2 separate regions of the Mus musculus genome follow, and region 2 is linked to region 1. A link is a contact called in public promoter capture Hi-C data. All regions are on one chromosome and are shown on one strand. The core of a region is the stretch at or near the end of the contact, and the rest is flanking DNA. Distances in the headings are between cores, read along the strand shown. Region 1 holds the start of Zfp69 (zinc finger protein 69). Region 2 holds the start of Utp11 (UTP11 small subunit processome component).

Region 1 (3,711 bases), core at 325-2,824:
ACTGAAATAATAGTGTCCTGGATACAGAAGTAACCCTCAACTTTAAACACATAGATACAAAGACGCCAGTACCAAAGGAAAAAAAAAAGTACAAATGTCCACATGCCCTGACCTGACCACCTTGTAAGCTGCATGCCCCTTCTGCCTGCTTACATATTTGGAGCTGGCGCCAAGGAAGGCTCTTTGATGTCTGACCTGTATGTAAAGCTGAGACCTGAGGCACTTCAAGTCTGACCTTCAGTTTCCTCATCTATAAAATGTGGATGTTAACTACTGCACAGGGATGCAGTGTTGAGACAATGTTAGGTCTACTAAGTTAACAATTAAGACCTTTTTATTTTAAAGCTGTACAATAAACATTATCTTAAAGTTTAAAAAAAAAATCACGGGCTGAAGAGATGGCTCAGCAGTTAAGAGCACTGACTGCTCTTCCAAAGGTCCTGAGTTCAAATCCCAGCAACCACATGGTGGCTCACAACCATCCCTAATGAGATCTGACACCGTCTTCTGGGGTTTCTGAAGACAGCTGCAGTGTACTTATAATAAAGAAATAAATCTTTAAAAAAAATTAAAAATAAAAAAAATCACATGCGTTTATTTATGGGGGTGGAGGTCACATGCCAACTTTTGAGAGTTGGTTCTCTCCTTTTACCAGGGCATCAGACCTGTCTGCCAAAGCCTTTACGGGGCCCCAGTGGCCATCATGTTTTAGAGTTATTTTAGAAAACAATTAGAAAGCTCAGCTTGAATATCTCAGTTGATAAAACAGTAATTCACAGGGCTGCGCTTTGTCATAAGCCAGCAGCAACAGTCGTCATCACACACTCCAAATGCCCAGCACAGCTGGTGAAACGAATCCCCGGTTCAGATGCAATTAAAACTGCAGGGTTATGTGCTCCCACAGAGCTGGAGAGGAGGAAATATAGTATGTCAAGTGCAAGTAGAACCACTACAGAACTGACCATAACAGCAATTTGGAAACAACCCGAATCCATCATCTGAATCGCCCATTCAGCATATGAATAGTTGTGGACACTGGGACCAGATTCAGTGGACCTGATACCCAAACGCAGCTCTCTCTCGGGGAGGGGACTGCTCTTTGAAGTCTGGGGGAAGAGGAGGAAAGGTGAAAGACTGCCTGTCCAAAAAGACCGGAGTTGGTGCAAATAGCCCCGACTATGTAAAAAGTCTCGTCACTAAGTGCAAACTTTGTGCTGTTCCTTCCGAAGGAGCTGGCAATCCCAGAAGCTTGCTGAACGACCCATCGGCAGAACTTCGCAGGCAGCCACCCGGTCGAGCTCGCAGCTCCGCAGCAGAGTCGCCTACTCACCGGAGGATCTCCGGATCCGTTCCCGCCAGCCTTCCACGCTCACACCGCGGCGCCCAGTGCGCAGCGTGGCTTCCGAGGGACACAGGACACCGTCGGCCTCCGGGCTGGACACCGGCCTCTCCCGCTTCTCACCCGCCGCACCCGGGAGCGGAGCTCCGCGCGCACAGGCGTCCTGCCCGGCCTTCTGTCCCAGCCCAGGACCTGCGGCGCCGGCTGCGGCTCAGATGCCCGAGCTCCGCCGTTTCACCCCGCCCCTCTAGCCCGGTTCGTGTCCCCGCGCCTCCACCCGGGACCCGCCCACCCCACGCTGCTCGCGTCAGCGCCCTGCCCGTGGCTCCGCCCACCCGGGTGCTGCGCGACCCAGATCCCGGAAGCCGGAAGCCGCCCGGGCAGACCCAGGGGCGGTGTCCAGCGAAGCCGGCAGCCCCTGCTGAGGGTCTCCTGTACCCCGTGGCCCGGCGAGTCTTCCTGGAGAAGCCGCTTCTCTGTCATTCTTTCATTCTTAAGGCTTCAGGATGCAGCCTTAAATCGCACGCAGTTCCTGCTCTCTCCTAATCTCCTAATTCTGGTGAATTCGATAAGTAGAAAAATAGACAATCCAAAAGGCAACAGGGGCCTAGAAAACAATAAACTTAAAAAAAAAATTCCGGGATATGTATTTTTAATGTCCCTAAAGACATGTATTAGTTTGCTTAAGGCTGCCTCCCACCCCCAAAGAAAAACACTTCACACCGGTGACTTAAACAATAGGAATTTATTTTCCCATGGTCCTGGAAGGTAGAACCCCTTTCTTCCCATATTCTCACGGCGTGTTTCCTGAGTGCCTGTAGCTAGGGGAAGTGTCTGGTGTCTGAGTTAGCCTTCCTCAGTTCCTCAATTTAACTTATCTCTTTAAAAGTTCAGTAAACATATGGCATTGAGAAAATAAAACTGAGCCCACTGGAAGATACAGAAGAGATGACGACAGAGTAAACACTTACCAGAGCAAAAATTGGAAAACCAGCATCCAGAAAGTTAATCCAAGTTGAAAGCGGCTTTTGCCCAGCTATCTGGAAAACAGACCTTTCATACTGCACATAGAGACTGGGAGGGGGAAAAATGAGCGGACTTGGGACTGATATAGGAAACCCTCTCCACATGAGTAGAACCTCGAAGGGCTGGGTGTTCTCTTTAATGTGTGTGTGTGTGTGTGTGTGTGTGTGTGTGTGTGTGTGTGTGTGTGTGTCTGTGTGTGTTTGGGATGGGGGAAGATAAGTGAAACAACATGGGAAAAATTCATGAACTGCAAAAAAATTTCGTGTCGTTGGCTGTGATCTTCGTTCAAAGTCATCTCTATCTATTGAGTTGAAGACAGTGGCACTTGGGCTGTAAATTAATTTGCAAAAAAAAAAAAGACAAATTGGCAGTAGAGAGTTTATTAAACACTACTGTACAGTTGCATCTGGTGCTCCTGGAAAAGGGATTGCACCCCTGAGAGGAGTGGAAGATCTTTGGAGTTGGCAGAACTAAAGCTCTGAGTTTATCTCATGAGCTGTTTGTCAGTGTCCCCATCTAAGGGACCCGCTGACTTCTGTCTTGCTAAGCAGTTAGTCTTACTGCACTAAGTAACTAATTAGCTAACTCTTGATTGGAACAGACACCAGGTGTCATTCAGAGTAGGCTTCAAATGCCTGTATAATACATCACAAGTCATTGGTTCCCCACAGTCCCACTCTGATTGTTAATGTGGAAGGAGGTTTGTTTGTTTTGTTTTTGACTCTACATGTTACGGGGGCGGGGGGCATCATCTTTAGCAGACAGCATTATAACTGTAAGCACCCGGCTTCCCTTCAGTTACAATGTCGAGTGCAGACTTAAAGATAAGCAAGCTGTGGGCATAGTCCCATGTGGTGTTAGGGTGCCTACTCAGTCTGCCTAAGGCTCTTCATATTCAACTCCCCAGTTCATGGTGGCACCAACCTGCAAAAATGACTGTTTCCTTAAAGAAATAAAATGTGGCTGGTTGGTGGTGGCACACTCCTTTGATCCTAGCACTCAGAAGGCAGAGGCAGGAAAGAAAGAAAGAAAGAAAAAAGGGAAGAAAGAGAGAGAGAGAGAGAGAGAGAGAGAGAGAGAGAGAGAGAGAGAGAGGAGAACCTGACTTGGAGTATTTTGGCAGACACCTGGAATCTCTAAAGTAATTTTTGAAGGCAGACTCATTGATATGTGTGTGTGTGTGTGTGTGTGTGTGTGTGAGAGAGAGAGAGAGAGAGAGAGAGAGAGAGAGAGTGTAAATATGTAAGTAACCTAATAAAGGTTTTCAGTGCATGTTGTGACTCAGGGTAACCCCTGAAAGAACAGAAACATTCAACTTCAAGTCAGTAAGGAGGGAAAGGAATAAA
Region 2 (3,711 bases), core at 497-2,996, 3.7 Mb after region 1:
GGAAAGATGAAACGTTGTAATGAAGCTATAATCTCAAAAAATAAAGAAGAAAAAAAAATAGTCCACTCTTTCCTTCCCCTTAGTGAATGAGTCCTGAGGGTCTGACTCAGGCTGCCAGGCTGTGCGGCAAGCACATCTGCTAGCTGCACCACTTTCCCAGCCTGTTTTGTTTTGTTGAGATCCTGTCTCATGGAGCCCAGAACATCCTAAAATCTGATGCGTTCCCTGAACTATTGATCCTCTTGCCTTTAAAAAGAAAAGAAAAATAATAATAAAAAATATTTGTTTGAGGAGTAAAAAGACGGCTTAACAGTTAAACACAGATTCTCCTCTTCCAGATCCCAGCACCCACGTCAGGATGTCGGACAAATCACAACCCTGGCCCAGGATGTGCTCCCACAAACACCCGCTCACACACTCACACTCAGTAATCTTTTAATTTAAAAAATGTTAGTGTGGCCGGGCAGTGGTGGCGGCGCACACCTTTAATCCCAGCACTTGGGAGGCAGAGACAGGCGGATTTCTGAGTTCGAGGCCAGCCTGGTCTACAAAGTGAGTTCCAGGACAGCCAGGGCTATACAGAGAAACCCTGTCTCGAAAAACCAAAAAAAAAAAAAAAAAAGTTAGTGTGTGTGTGAGAGAGAGAGAGATAAAGAATATGAATGAATGTGAGTGCAGGGCCTATGGAGGCCAGAGGGGGTGGTGGAATTCCTAGAGTGGAGTTAAAGCTATTTGTGAACCCACAATGTGAGTGCTAGGATTTGAACTCTGAGAGAGCAGCCGAGTACTCTTAACGGCTAAGCCCTCTCTCCAAGGCTTGTTAAAAGCTTGTTTGAACCAGTTATGATGTAATTTCTGAGAATGGCAAAGTGGATAAAGTGATTCTGCATACATCTTTATTTGTATTGCATATCCAAACCCTAACACATTCTCCTGAGTAAATCCACACCTATTTATTCTAACTAAATTAAGTGGGGGAACTCCCCACTTCCCTCCTTTTTTTCTTCTTACCAAGGACTACGCCTACTGCCCTTACTTGCTAGGCAAGCAGTTCACCATTGAGGCCTATGTCTAGAATTTTTTTAGATTTTTGAGTCAGGTCTAAGTGACCCAGACAGGCCCCGATTTTGGGATCCTTCTGCCTTGGCCTCTTGGGTAGATGCCATTATAGACCTGGGCTATGAGGTCCAGCAAAGTTTGTAAATGGTCAAGACATTCTCCAGAAGGGATAAGGAAAGTGCCACGATTTTAGGGGGAAGCATATGACAGATCTACACGAACCGCAAATCCCATGCCAAAAGTTGGGCCCAGTTTAGGAACACCCGGGCATGCGTCGGTTGTGAGGCGCCTACTGTCGCTGGTCACTCGGTTACATTCCTTTGACTTTGGTCTCAAGTTCCCAGGGAAAGGCCTCTAGCACACCCTGCCTCACTCAATTACCCACTGACCCTCTACCGTAGAGAATGACAATCCTCCTACCCTGTCCCTGGGTCTCCCCGACAAGGCACGCTGGGGTCAGGCCCCATGTGTTGGGTATTGACTGAAGGCAGATGCGCTGTCCCGTATCCGGATGCAGGGACAGCGAGGGGGCGGGGGCCACTGCAGGCGCCCCTGAGGCTTGCGAGGGCCTACCTGGCTTCGTTCTCGGTGTTCCCGCTGCCGGGTCTTGGCTGCCTTGCGAAAAGCCGCCGACATGCCTACTGAGGTCTAGGAAATGCTCAGCAAACTCCACCACCACGACAGCACTACCCACCCCGCCGCGTCCGCCAAGACACCGGAAGCAGGCCCAAGACGCGGCTTGCAATGCAGCCTATCAGAAGCCTGCTTTACCGGAAATACAGCCCCTCTCAAGCGGCCTGAATCGGAGGGTTCTGGGAGATGTAGTTTCCAAAGCTAGAGTCTTGGGATTCTTTCACAGCTCTCGGTTCGCAGAGAACGTCCACTGGTCCAGAGACCTAGACTTCGCTCCAGGCCGCACGTTGGCATCTGGGAACACATGGCTGGCACTGCTCTCTGGCTACGCTCGGCTTGCGTGTGCGCATGTGCTGTCACCTGAGACTTGGTGTGGGTTAAGATTCTAAGTAGAACTAGAACGTGGCTCACACCTTTAACCCCAGCTCTCTGGAGGTAGAAGCTGGCAATTTTCTGTAAGTTCAAGGCTAACCTGGTCTTACATAGTGATTGCCAGGCCAGCCAGGGCTACATAGTAAAATAAATCGCAGTCTAAAAACAAAACAAAAACAAACAAACCAAAAACTAGAAATAATGTGAATCTTACAGTATACTAGAAAGAGTACTTTAAAACCATATTTGGCTCCTCAGCTGACTTCTGGCTGCGTGGCTCTGAGCTGATTGCTTGACTTTAAAGAGCATCATTTTTCTCACCCATAAAACGAACATAATAATAGCAGACTGGTCTTGCTCATAGGAGTATCAAGGGCTCTGAGTGGCAGAACTGTATCTATAAGCAGAGTAGAAAAGAATCATCTAATAGCAATAAAGTTCCGAGTCCTTCACAGCCATCAAAGTTGTGCGTCTAGCTGGCCGACTTAACATAAGGTAGTTAATGTGATGGATAGAGAGCCGCGAACTGTGGAGGGAGTGTTCTGGTGCCAGCTCTGCTCTTAACCAAGGAAAGTTAGTTTTGCTGAGGCTTGGTATCCACATCTAGTTGTAAAATAATAAAATAATACTATACCCTCAGGATTTTGAGGTTTAAAAGACATATGTTTTCAGTGCTTAATGTTGGGTTTACTTGTTAGCAGGTTCACAATAAAATTGATTTGTTTCTGTTTTTGTTTTGTTTTGTTTTGTTAGTTTGTTTTATTGGGGTTGACTTAGTCTGATTAGGTTTGATGTTTTGAGGCAGTGTCTAGCTATGTAGGCCTGGCTGCACTGACACTCATAGATCAAGCTGGCCTCAGATTCACAGTGATCTCTTGCGTCTGCAAAGAGCTGGGATTACAAGTGTGTGACAGTGTGCCCAGCCATCCTGTTATTTTTGTCACCACTAAAGCTACCTTTAAGTAGCACAAGAGAGAGTTGGACCCAGCCAAGCATCACAGCAATGTTTGGGTTTGTTTGTGCTCTCCCCCCCCCCATGCCTGCCACCCTCCACCCCCACCCCCACCCCACCCCCGTATGTTTTCATCTGTTGGCATTTGGAATCTTTTCCACTATGGGAGACTAATCTTCAGCCAGCTCCTTGTTGTTTTTGTTTTATTGAGACAGGATGTCACAATGTAGTCCTAGCTGTCCTAGAAGTCACAATGTAGACCAGGCTGGCCTCGAATTCACAGACATCCACTTGCCAAGTGCTGGGATTAAAGACATGTACCACGACACAGGCTTCCAGACTCTTTAATTGCATCCATTTTACCTGACCCTGGTAAAGTCTCTCCTACTGAAGAACACATGGAAGCCCTCTTCAGAGAGTCCAGGGGACAAGTGGATATGAAAAAGGTCACAGTACAAAAAGTCTCTTTCCTGCCTCTACACTTGATCTTTTTTTGCCCAGTTAGGTCCACATGTGTGAGGGAAAACTCTGTTTGGTTTGTCATCCTTGGAAACAAGCTACTTCATCATCTAGTCTGGTACTACCTTCCTAGCCACATCTCAAGAAGCTTAGCTATCTGATAGAATGACCGGATGGTAGCTGTATCCACTCCTGCCTTGTCCCCTGAAGAAGTATTAGTGACCAGCTGCATCTGG

Evidence for each region. Promoter capture Hi-C pulls out the DNA fragments that hold promoters and counts their contacts.
Region 2: a promoter capture Hi-C map of pre-B cells shows a contact between it and region 1. The contact joins the promoter of Utp11 here to the promoter of Zfp69 in region 1. A contact is called at or near these places in 1 of 39 promoter capture datasets (pre-B cells) and 1 of 484 Hi-C or Micro-C datasets (B cells).

What each region holds. Positions count from the first base shown.
Region 1 is chr4:120,950,114-120,953,824 of GRCm38.p6, forward strand. Zfp69 (zinc finger protein 69) reads right to left here and starts at 1,575. Exons shown (of 6, transcript NM_001384119.1): 1 at 1,331-1,575.
Region 2 is chr4:124,691,808-124,695,518 of GRCm38.p6, forward strand. Utp11 (UTP11 small subunit processome component) reads right to left here and starts at 1,747. Exons shown (of 8, transcript NM_026031.3): 1 at 1,633-1,747. The coding sequence starts at 1,695.